Regions from separate parts of the Mus musculus genome. Here region 1 is linked to region 2. A link is a contact called in public promoter capture Hi-C data. All regions are on one chromosome and are shown on one strand. The core of a region is the stretch at or near the end of the contact, and the rest is flanking DNA. Distances in the headings are between cores, read along the strand shown.

What was found. Capture Hi-C pulls out chosen DNA fragments and counts their contacts.
Region 1: a promoter capture Hi-C map of pancreatic islet shows a contact between it and region 2. The contact joins two enhancer-like sites. A contact is called at or near these places in 1 of 484 Hi-C or Micro-C datasets (nephron progenitors), 3 of 115 datasets of contacts at active chromatin or transcription factors (cardiomyocytes, embryonic basal ganglia and embryonic fibroblasts) and 1 of 9 other capture datasets (pancreatic islet).

What each region holds. Positions count from the first base shown.
Region 1 is chr11:90,545,372-90,550,841 of GRCm38.p6, reverse strand. Stxbp4 (syntaxin binding protein 4) reads left to right here. Exons shown (of 18, transcript NM_011505.2): 13 at 1,855-2,031. Among named protein-coding and RNA genes, the nearest start is that of Gm34850, 75 kb to the right of the region's middle. Within about 2 kb of position 2,566, at least 56 of the 459 cell types and tissues checked have an H3K27ac peak or open chromatin away from gene starts, as enhancers often do. A contact at or near this core is called in embryonic basal ganglia and pancreatic islet, where this site is marked.
Region 2 is chr11:90,365,921-90,371,587 of GRCm38.p6, reverse strand. All of the region lies in intron 2 of Hlf (hepatic leukemia factor), which reads left to right. Among named protein-coding and RNA genes, the nearest start is that of Hlf, 22 kb to the left of the region's middle. Within about 2 kb of position 1,712, at least 126 of the 459 cell types and tissues checked have an H3K27ac peak or open chromatin away from gene starts, as enhancers often do. A contact at or near this core is called in embryonic basal ganglia and pancreatic islet, where this site is marked.

The DNA.
Region 1 (5,470 bases), core at 1,317-3,816, 180 kb before region 2:
TTACCCACTTGATTTACACTGACATCTTATTCTATGGTTGTCTGTATAAAGTAGATGCTGACTTCATGTTGTTGGTGAGCTAGCCTGTTGCTCTACTCACAAGTTATGCTGGAACTCTAACTGCTTCATCTCCCGTCTCTTCTACAACCACCCTGGCCAACCACAGTTCGCCTTCCCCATTCTCTTCCTCCTCTTTCCCACCCGTGTCTTTGCACACAGTGTGTTCTTAACTGGGTAGTGAAATGCACCCTCTTAAAACTTAAGTGAGTTCACATCACTTCTCTGCTCAAAGCCCACCAGTCACTCTGAGGGAAACCAAGCTCCCTCTGATGGCCTGTGACTGCTTGTAAGATCTGCCTTCCAAACCACCCTGTCTCTACCCTCATTCATGTTACCTCTGTGCCCAGGTATTCTATCTACTGCTGCCCCGTCTTTCCCATACTACTCACTGTTTCTGCCTCACTGACTGCCTTGATGTTCTCTGAAGATACAAAGCCCAATCCAGGCCAAGGACCTTTGCACATGTGCCTAGAAATCCTCTCTTCAGGAAATCATGACATGGTTTCTTCTGTGGGTCCCTAGTACTTGTCTTCGCCATGAGGTCATAACTGCTAAGCCTAAACTACTCTCTGTCTCTCTAAACTAGAATGTAGATTTTGAACAGTGAGAGTTTTCTGTGTATGCTGTTCATGCATATTCCAGGAATTGACAGATAATAAAGTTACTGGCTGGGGGATGAAAGCAGACTCTGGAGAGTATGCCCACACCCTTACTTCTCTCAGTACGTCATGCTCCAACAAAAGCAAATGCTGCATAGCAGCTTCAAGAACAGTAAAATAGCCGGAGTTTAATATTAGCCATGGCAATTGGAGCAGAAAGTTCCACTGCAGAGATCCTGCACCCTCTAAAGATGCTTCGTCCCGTAACAGCTGCCATGTTAAATTATACGGTGTCCCAAGAGACTGTGACCCAGCACCAAGGCACATTTTGAGAAAGCAAATGGCTTTTGCCACCCTAACCTTACAAGGTGGAAGGTATAGCTAGTGTTTGGAACAATTTCTTTGTTTGGTTCTGTCATCCAAAGACAGTATAGCAATGAAAGGAGATACTTAGTATGGGAGTCAAACAGACCTGGGGCCAGATGTGGGCCACTACCTGCCCTTGGTCAGCTTGTCTACTCACTGGGTCTCTGATTGCTTATATAGAAATGTTTTTTTAATGTCTTTCTCTGGATGTCATTCCGAACCTTAAATGAGCAAAGACAGATGAAGCATATAGTGTGTATTTAGTAATTGTCTCTTGAACATTGTATTCAACAGACAAACAATTATATATGATGCTACTACCAAAGCAGGAAGCCACAGTCTGATATCTAGGAGGAAAGCTTTGCCTCTGGCCTTGGTCCACCAAGAAGCCCTGTAGCAGCTCTCTGCAGCATCTGATGGCGTTACTTGGCCTTCTGAGACCATCAACCCCGCTACCTATGAGTTTTTTCTGTAGCTCCTTTTTTCTTTAGAATCAGTTCCTATCTGTCTAGTTTTGATTGTCAGTTTTCTTTAAACTCTCTTCATTTTTACAGAAATGACGCTAGCTGTGTAGCACTAAACATTTATACAGAATCTCTATACAGAAAAAAAAATCTCTACGCAAAAAAAAAATTTTTTCAGGAAACAAACAAAAGGGTTCCCATAATGAAATAATATGCTCATTAGTTTTTAGGTGGTTGGTAGAGGACATAGACATGTTAAACATTGTAATCATAACTACCAAAATGAGAAAACTATTTCTGTCAACTGGAGAAGTCTGTTTTCATTTTTTTTTTTTTTCATTTTGCATTCACTTTCAACTCCTTAGGAAGCCAAAGCTGTAGCTGAGGAAACCCGAGCTCTGCGAAGCCGGATTCATCTCGCAGAAGCTGCACAGCGGCAGGCACACGGGATGGAAATGGATTATGAAGAGGTGATCCGTCTGCTAGAGGCTGAGGTCTCAGAACTAAAGGCTCAGCTCGCTGATTATTCTGACCAAAATAAAGTAAGCAAACAGCCCTCTCTGGTTACCATGGTTTCCTAGCCTCTGCCGTGTATCCTGTTTTCATTCTCTTTTCATCTGCACGTCCTAACTAGGTCAGTGTTTGTCTTCTATTATTCAACGATAGGATGTTGTGTTGTGAAGAGGGTGGCATGGAAGTCGTGAGCCTCCCTTTATCCAAAGAGCTCTGAGATGGAAAAGCACAGGCCCCGAATTAATTGGGTCGTTGGTCAACATTGTTCCATTCAGCCATTCAGGCCTGGAACTATTTAACGTTTAATTGATGGCACGGATTTTCTCTTTCTGGTTTTGAGCTTGCTAATTTGTTTTGTGGCGATGGAAGGAGGAGATTCAAGGGATGAGTTTTGCTCTTCGATTAGAGAACTTGAGGCATTATACAAGCTAATGAATTTTTGCACAAGACCTATGATGACTAATGAGAAATCCAAGTTTGAATTTGTCATGTTTTATCTCTTTCAATGTCAGGAATACTAAACCAGGCTCCTCTAGAAGGCCTCTCAGTTGCAATACAGGATACTGAGAACCTTATGGAAGCAAGCTGAGCATCTCTATGTGTCTATTGCCCACAGTGTACCTACCATCTTTAATCATGACTAGCCTTCAAAAACCATAGCGGGCGTGTGTGTGTGTGTGTGTGTGTGTGTGTGTGTGTGTATTGTGTATTATATCACTGAGAGTATAAACTAGAATAAATTGATAATTTATAGCTTTATAGAAATTCCTCAATTATAAATAATTGAGTTGGGGAGGAACTGAAGGAGCTGAAGGGGTTTTATCTGGCATCAGTTGAAGGGGAGACCCTTGGTCCTATGAAGGCTTGAAGCCCCAGTGTAGAGGAATGCTAGCTCGGTAAGGCAGGAGTAGGTAGGTGGGAACACCCTCACAGAAGCAAGGTAAAGGGGGATAGGATAGGGGGTTTGCAGAGGGGAAACTGGGAAAGGGGATAACATTTGGAATGTAAATAAATAAAATATCCAATTAAAAAAAATAAGTCATGGGTATTTATGTCTTTAATCCCAGCACTTGGGAGGCAGAGGCAGGAAGGATTTCTGAGTTCGAGGCCAGCCTGGTCTACAAAGTGAGTTCCAGGACAGCCAGGGCTATACAGAGAAACCCTGTCTTGAAAAAACCAAAAAAAAAAAAAAAAAAAAAAAAAAAAAAAAGAGAGAGAGAGAGAGAGAGAGAGAGAGAGAGAACACAAAACAAATTTGAGCTATGAATATTTCAGCATAGAAGGCTTATGCACTTTAACATACCAAATGAAAATGGAGCTAGTCTTAAAACAGCACAGCAGAAAATATGAAAAAAAAATTTTTCCGCTTAGCTTTGAAGAGTCCCCACCATTCCCTACATAATCTGCTCATTTAAACCAGCTCTGCAGAAGGCCAGCACCTTACCCACCACTGATAAGAGCGTGCCTGCCGGGAGCACATAGCACTTGCGAAAGCAGCAGCGCTTGGTTGGGAATGCTAGTTACAAATGCCTGTTGAGCTGTACATATTGTAAAACAGGCGTGGTTATGCCATGTAACATTAACCTCATTATGAAAATGTTTCAGAAATTACCAAAATATTAAAAACATTTTTAATACAATAATTAGTTACTTTTGGAGGAAAAGTTGCTAGTGTTTAATAGTCTAATTTTTTGGTTTTTTTTTTATGGTATTAGGTGTTAAAGAAGGACCTTATTCATATTAGGCTAGTACTGTTAGGCTGGCCCTACTGTTGAACTACTCCCTAATCCTGTGCTTTTAAGTAATATACTTTTAAGAGATTTGCACAGGATTATCAAGTGGTTGGTTTTTTTAGTTTTTAAATATTTTAAAATGTCTCTGTGTGTGATGGGGTCTTTGGAGATGGGAGGGCATGTAACCCACTGCGTATGTAGAGGTCAGAGGATAATGTTTCCTCGTTATTTCTCTTCACCAGCCTTTACACGGGTTCCTGGGGACAAACTGAGATTCCCCAGGCTTCTGCAACAAGCACCCATACCCACTGAGCCACCTCTGCAGCCCCCACGTGGCCTCCTGTGTGTAAAGTTTAGGTTCTTGCGTTCTTGCACTCTTATCCAGTGAGACACATCTGGTTCTAAGTTGTCTGCTAATATAATTAACTCGGATTCTCCCTCTTTGTAGCCTTATGAGAATCTCAGTCGGTCCTTTTAATAAGAACCCACACTACCTCTCTAAAATCATTCTTCTTCATTTTTTTGAAAGAAGATATATTAAACATAAGCATATCAATGTTCAATATTTTCCAATTTTAGAAAAGAAGTAACTTTTTAAATGATGTGTGAGATTGCTTAAGGATCTATTGACCTAGATACTACAAAACAAAGTTTCAAATATTTAACTATATTTATTTAATGTGTGGAAGGTTTCATGTTGACTAGCATGTAAGTGCATGTGCACATGTGTGCGCTTTGCATGTGGAAGCCAGAAGTCAACCTCAGGTGTCATTCCTAGAGAGCTATCCATCTTCTGAGGCTAAGATGATGGGAGTGTTTACAGGGACTCCCTGGGACCTGCAGCCACAGAGATCCCTCTCTCTTCACCTCCCCAGGAATGCTTTGCCAAAAGTGTGCACTCCAGCTGGCTTTTCACATGAGTGTTGGGATGGGGTCAGCAAGGTCACACCAAGCTCCTTACCAACTAACCTATCTCTAGAGCACCTAAATACTTATTGGTCAGACATAGATTTTGTAAGAATGCTTTTATTTATCACTATAATTTTCCCTTAAATAATCAACATATTTTCTAGTTTGCATTTTGGCTTTTGAGAAAAATGCATCTGAAACACAAGAAATACCACATTAGTGGGGCTGGAGAGAGAACTCCGTAGTTAGGAGGGCTTGTTGCTCTTGCAGAGGACCCAAGCTCTGCCTTCCACCCAGGTGAAGTAGCTCACATCCTATAACTCCAGCAGAGGGCTTTTTCTGACCTCCATGGACAACCACACCCACATGTACACCACACAAAGGCATGCTTACATACACATAAATAAAAAGGGTTTCAAAAAAATAATAAAGCATTGCTAATGTCTGTGAAGAGCCCAGTGTCCATCCCCACATTGCAGCCACGGCCTTGCCCCCAGAGATTACTACTTTCTTGGAGTTAGTGTTTCCCATTTTCTTGATAGTTTTTACTATTTATCTATCTACTCCCTGTTCGTTTGGTTTTGCCTGCTTACTGGGTTAATGTGTAGCTAGCTGATCTTTTCTGTCTTTATTCTTCATTGCGTGAGTTAACACCAGGCCACTATCCGTTTTGTACTAGATGGGCAGTCTCGTTATTTCTTCATTATTCTACTGTGAATCGTGCTCCTGAAAACATCCTGATACATATAACTTTCTCCACATGTGTAACTGCTACCTCCGAGAAGTAGTACTGCCAGGTTGAATGATAATTGTATGTTCAACTTTA
Region 2 (5,667 bases), core at 463-2,962:
ATTGGGGCTGCCTCTCAGTTATCCGTGCCGAGGAGCAGAGCATCTGAGGTCTGTTTCTCTCCAGCTCTGGAATGCGATTTATGCTTTTGTACTGTTGATCTGCTTTCTCCAGTGATGTTGAGCGGTTCAGATTTAAAAAAAAAAAAAGTGGAGGGGGTGAGGAGTGCTTTTTGCAGCTCTTAATGTGTTTTTCATAGCCAGCCAAATGTCTCAGAGCCATCTTCCTTTAAGCCTGTGAATGGGTACCAATAGGATGTCTACACCTGTGTTCTATTGTGCTTTTACTACGTGCTCCGTGGGCTCCTGGTCGCTGTGTCACAAGGGGTGGATTCGGAAGTGTGCTGGGCAGTGTTGGGAGAAGGGGCCAGAGGCCACACACTGTCTATGAAGAACCACGAAAAGAATCCGTGAAGGACCTCACCCACCCACGGAGTAACCCCTGACTTCCTTTGTTCCTTCTGCTTCCTGTGTTTTCCAGTGGCTGCACTTGAGCTTTGCATACAATTAACTTTCAATTACCCCGAGGCTGATTAGTCCGTTTGCAGATTAACCCAGGTGAAGGCTCACCTGGGTCTTCGAGGTGCTCTTCAACTCAGTCGATCTTGCTGATTAATTAGTTGGTTATGGCTGATTGCCTGCTCAGGGAACCTGAAGCCCTGGGACTGGGCTACTCAGAAGAGGGGAGGCTGATGGAGGGACAGCTTTGTCTGAGTGTGTTGACTCTCTTTAGCCAGAGGATTTTCACAGACAGTCATAGAAAGCTCCAAATTCTCTAGCCACAGCCCGAGAGGTTCAGACGTACCCTGGGGTCCCGCTGCCGATCGCTTGCTCGCTCGCTCGCTCCACCTTTTGTTTCAACCAACACACTTTGCAAATTGGGGGATTTAAGTTGACCGCAGGGTGCTGTGAAATTTGAAAGGCATTGCAATTAAAAATCTAATCTGTTGAAATTAGTAGACCCAGTGTACAGCAAAGGGGGCTGCTGTCCCCCCTCCCTCCTCAGTCTGTTAACTCCCTCCAAACGTGTAGACTGACAGCCCCCCCCCCCCAACACCAAGCACTCGATCCCGTCTGAGGTCTGTAGAGGTCAAAGCCATGGTGATAACTGGGGGGGGGGGGGTGCTGTCTGCAAAGAAAGGTAGGTTCCAGAAAATTCTAGTCTTCCAAAGATGATTGTTTAGAATGTTCGTGATGTAGATCTCGTTGTTGTTCTCCCTCGCAGAAGCTGACCACCTTTGCCTGAGTCTCCCTTGGGTGAAAGAGCAGAGAGATATTTACTGGCCATACCATACACAAGGTCAGAATAAATTCTGTAACCTGCAGTCAATCTTTCACCATGTTTGGGACCAGTTCAGTTTGGGCAACAGATAACTCCAGTCTTATGGATAAACTTCGAGAAAGTGTCCATTGAGGAATTGGGTGTGGGGATCACGGTGGGGGGGTGGGCACATGAACACCATATTTCATGGGGTTCTGTAGGTGACCCCCTTACTGCTTCAGTAACACTCTCTGGAGTCCCCGACGTGTCTTTCCCTCTGGGTTCTCATTTCAACATTCCCAGACCTTCATGTCATGGCTTAGTTAGCATCGCCGCCTCTTGCTAGCCAGGGCCCTGAGTTTCTCTGGTCCTTCGTGTTTTCCCAGGGCAGTCAGTGTGTATGTACAGTCTAGAGATCACATTCTATTAACACAAAGAAATCTGCTTGGGCTGCCTGGTTTTGCAGTCACGTGGAGAGCAATGTGTTTCTTTGGTCCGCCAGCCTGCAGCTCTCTGTGCAAAATACAGCAGAGGGCTGGGCACTGGGCCAAGCTTACATTTCACTTAGGAACACACTTTCGAATCACTCCTTGGCAGAACATCCCCGGTGGTGTCTATTTGGGGAGTAAGTTAGAGAAGTGTTGTTTTTCTCTCATGAGTGTCAGGAGATAGGACCTTCAGAACATGTTTTCCTTTCCCTGCCCTCGCATCTTCAGGGTGCCCAGATAGCAGTGGGATCCAGGAAAAGGCAGCAACAGCCGCAGAAAGCCCCCTTTTGTCCCGAGCTGCCCTGCAAAAGCAGGGAGCACAGCCCTGGGCTGCCAGGGATAGAGAAACTTAAGGCCAGGGTAATAACATCAAAAGCAAATTTCTGCATCTCAGGGGCAAAGGAGCTACTCTCCCAGATAAAGCAACATTGTTGTCCAAATCTTTCTTTCCAAAAGATCTGAGACTTTCCTAAGGTTGGGCCTCAGCCAGCCAGGGAAGGAAGTTACTCCAGCGAGCCTTTGGAATGGCAAATGCTAGAAAAATAAACAAACAGACCTCTTCCATTCCCTTCTCTCTCCCTTGTCTATTTTTATAGCCCCCTCCCTCAACGCCCCCCACCGCTCTAACCCCGGTGTTCTTTAGCCCTCTGCAGCACCCTGCCTGCTCCTTCCAGACCGCTCCCTTCCCCACCTCCATCTTCTCCAGAACCACGTTCACTAGTCGGCCTTCTGTAAAACAAAATGCCTAACTTCAAAATGAGGGCTCAGGAGACAGGAAGTCTAATTCAATCTCCCCCTGTTGCCTCCTCTTGTTCTCTTCTTGTAAAGTCACTTGAAGCCTACCATGAGGTTGAACAATGAGGTTGCTTTGGGAATTTCGAACCTCCTTGAGAAAGATCAGAATAGTTAAAGAAACATTTGCTGGCGTAGTCAGGACTTCTCTTTTCCTAATGAGCTAGACCCCTCTCGTGAAAAGAAACTTTGTACTTATCAACATCCCTCTGTCCCATAATCAAGCTTTGCTCTCATTCTAGTATTTGACATTTGGGAAGGCTGGGCTTTCCGTCAATACTGTGTGGCCAAGCGGCAACTGATGGGGGCATAGAGACCCTTCTCCGGCTGCTGCCTCCTGGACCAAATAGACACTGGGACCCCACCCCACCCCCTTGGAGAGGATGCCTAGACCCTCAGAGCCAGGCTGCAGCTTCCTACCGGTCAGCTCCTGCTGAAACCTTTCCTTACTTTGTAGAATGCAGGTGACAGGGACCCATCCACCGCCTGGAAACCTGTTGGTAATTTGCTTTAAAAATAATGCCAGGTTCTCACACTGGCTGCTGGGTGCGCTAACTCAGCAGGGAGGGAAGAGAGCGTTACTTCACAGGATAGCACCATAGGGAGGTTAGGTAAGGTTACCAGAGAGATGAAGTCACCTTGCACCTTCCAAGAGATCTGCAAGTCTTGAGGAATAGCTAGCGGGAGTGCAGAGCCACACCCCCTTCCCTTTCTATATCCCACTGGGATAGTTTGAAGTCCTGTTTTCTTTTTGGAGGAGGCTGGCGATTAAGCACACAGCACCATACATCGCAAGCATACACGTTGCCACTGTGAGCTCCAACTGCAAAACCATCACTTTTTAAATTTTATTTTATTTTATTTTTTTGGTGGAGGACTGGAGGTTGGGGGTTGGGGGTGGGAGCTTGGCAAAGTCTCTGAAGGAATGAATAAGTCGGTCACCTTCATCAACATCAGGTGTCGATTTTCCACTGTGACTGTGTGGATTCATTTCTCAGTGTCTTAGGCATGGTGAATGAATACCTGGCTAGTTATTGTTTGACACCTAGGGAAAGACTCTGGACTTCTACCCCCCACTTAAGGAGTGTTTTCTGTATGTAATTTCATTTTACAAATAACAGCGTATATCTTTGTAACATTAGGACAATTATTATTCAAGACTATGCCTAGACTAAGAGAATCAGTCTTCAAGGTTGTAAGACCTGATTGTTGAGCCTTTCCTCTCATCGGTTGGGAAACTAAGCTCACGGGATTTTTGCCTTTTGCATAAGGAAGGATTTTTGGAAGTTGATCCAGGTTCCCACAGCTCTGGACACTTCCTAAGGAGACACTGTCAATTCTTTGTCACTAAGACTCCCTCACTTGTTTTCCACCAGAATAAGTAGCCAGGAAACATTAGTTGAATGAATGAATGATGTATCAAAGATTCGACTTTGTCAGAATGACTTTAAAAAGATGCTTGGGCTGGCAGGATTTCTTTTCTGACGTAGTGGGTACAGCTTAGCCAGTGGGTCTTGGAGGAGGCCAAGTGTAGCCTCCCCCAGCTGATGCCGTGACAGGCTCTAGGATTCTTCGCTCGCAGCACTTCACAGGTTGCTTTTCTTACGTGTCATTTTCATGTGATTGGTTGTATAAACGAGCAAGAATGAAGAGACCTTTCAGAGTAGAGGATTTAGATGCTTTCAAAGCCACTTGGCAAAGTGCTTTTGTATCAGAAGCATAAGAACTCAGTACCCCCTAATATCCATATAAAAAGCTGGTGCAATCATACATGCTTGCACACACACACACACACCATCAAGTTACATTTCTTTGATTAATAGATGAAGGTAAGCATGTCTCTACAGACATGTTAGTTGCAGCTTCTTTGTGTGTGAGATTTGACTGTTTACAAACTGGTGAGTCTCCCCACACCAGTCACCAGTTGCCACTGAACCAGAATCGCTGAAGAGAACACATCACAATCAGACCAGGCACTACTGCAGCGTTGCCCTAGGTAAGAGAGCTACCTGCATCTTCCCAGTGCCCTACACTCTATCTATCCATTCTGAGCCTGCCATCCCATCCCGTGCATGCATGCCAGAGTTGTTAGTCTTTCCCATACGCACCATGCCTCAGTTTCTCTGTGTGTTAAAGAGAGGAATAGCCCTCTTACTTCTAGCTAGAAGTGAATCATAACATTATCCAATCGATATTGCAGACCCGTGTGAACCAAACTACAGGCCCAGCCTTAAGAACTTTAGTTTTTATATATATTTAAAAAAACATATTTCATTTTGAAGACCAAACTGTGATGACTCCACCTCTATTTTCCTGAGTTTTAATCTATCCTATACCGGCCCTTCCATTTTATCAATAAACAAGCCTGGTTTTAGCCAAATTTGTGGAAGTCTACATGCCCTTTGTTTATACTGTGTGAAAGGGCAAGAGGCGGATTGGCCTGGAATTCTTCTGTGTTTCACTCTGGGATGCAGAAAGACTCTTGTCTTGAGCCATATGTAGAGATGCTCTTCTCAGTGAGCCAGAGGAGCGGATATGTAAAGAAGCAGAGCCAACTTCACAGAAGGGCCCAGTGCAGACTCGAGACACAAGAGCAGCTTTTGCCCAAGTGTCCTTAGGATGGCAGTGGAAGGACCAGTGGGCATGATGACTACACTGGATAATAGCTGGTCATCATTGTGCTCCGAAGCCAGCGGACAGAGCTTTCCTTCCCCCGAGGCATCCCCCCACCGCCTGGGAAAGCCTTACTCTGGCAAGAAACTCTGATCTGAATGTTGCCCTTCTATCAGGCAGCAGGAAGAAAAGCAACAGCTCCTTAGTTACCATCCCTTCCTTTCATGCTTATGGTAGTTCGGGCGCTAGGCTACCCAGCTTCCATGTGTTATCTCATTAAACTCCAAAGCCACCCCAGGGCACCAGTAGCATTAGTATTAGATTGGTACTGTTATCACTGTCCTTTTACAGATGATGCCCAGAGAAGGGGGGCACAAATGGTACAGACAGCAGTTAGCCGGCAGGGCTGGGATAGGACGCAACACCACCATCTGGTACTGCGGCTCTATGGTAGGTCACCGCAGCCTCCTCCACTCTTCAGGAGAGGGCTCTTTGCCTGCAGAACATAGCAGAATG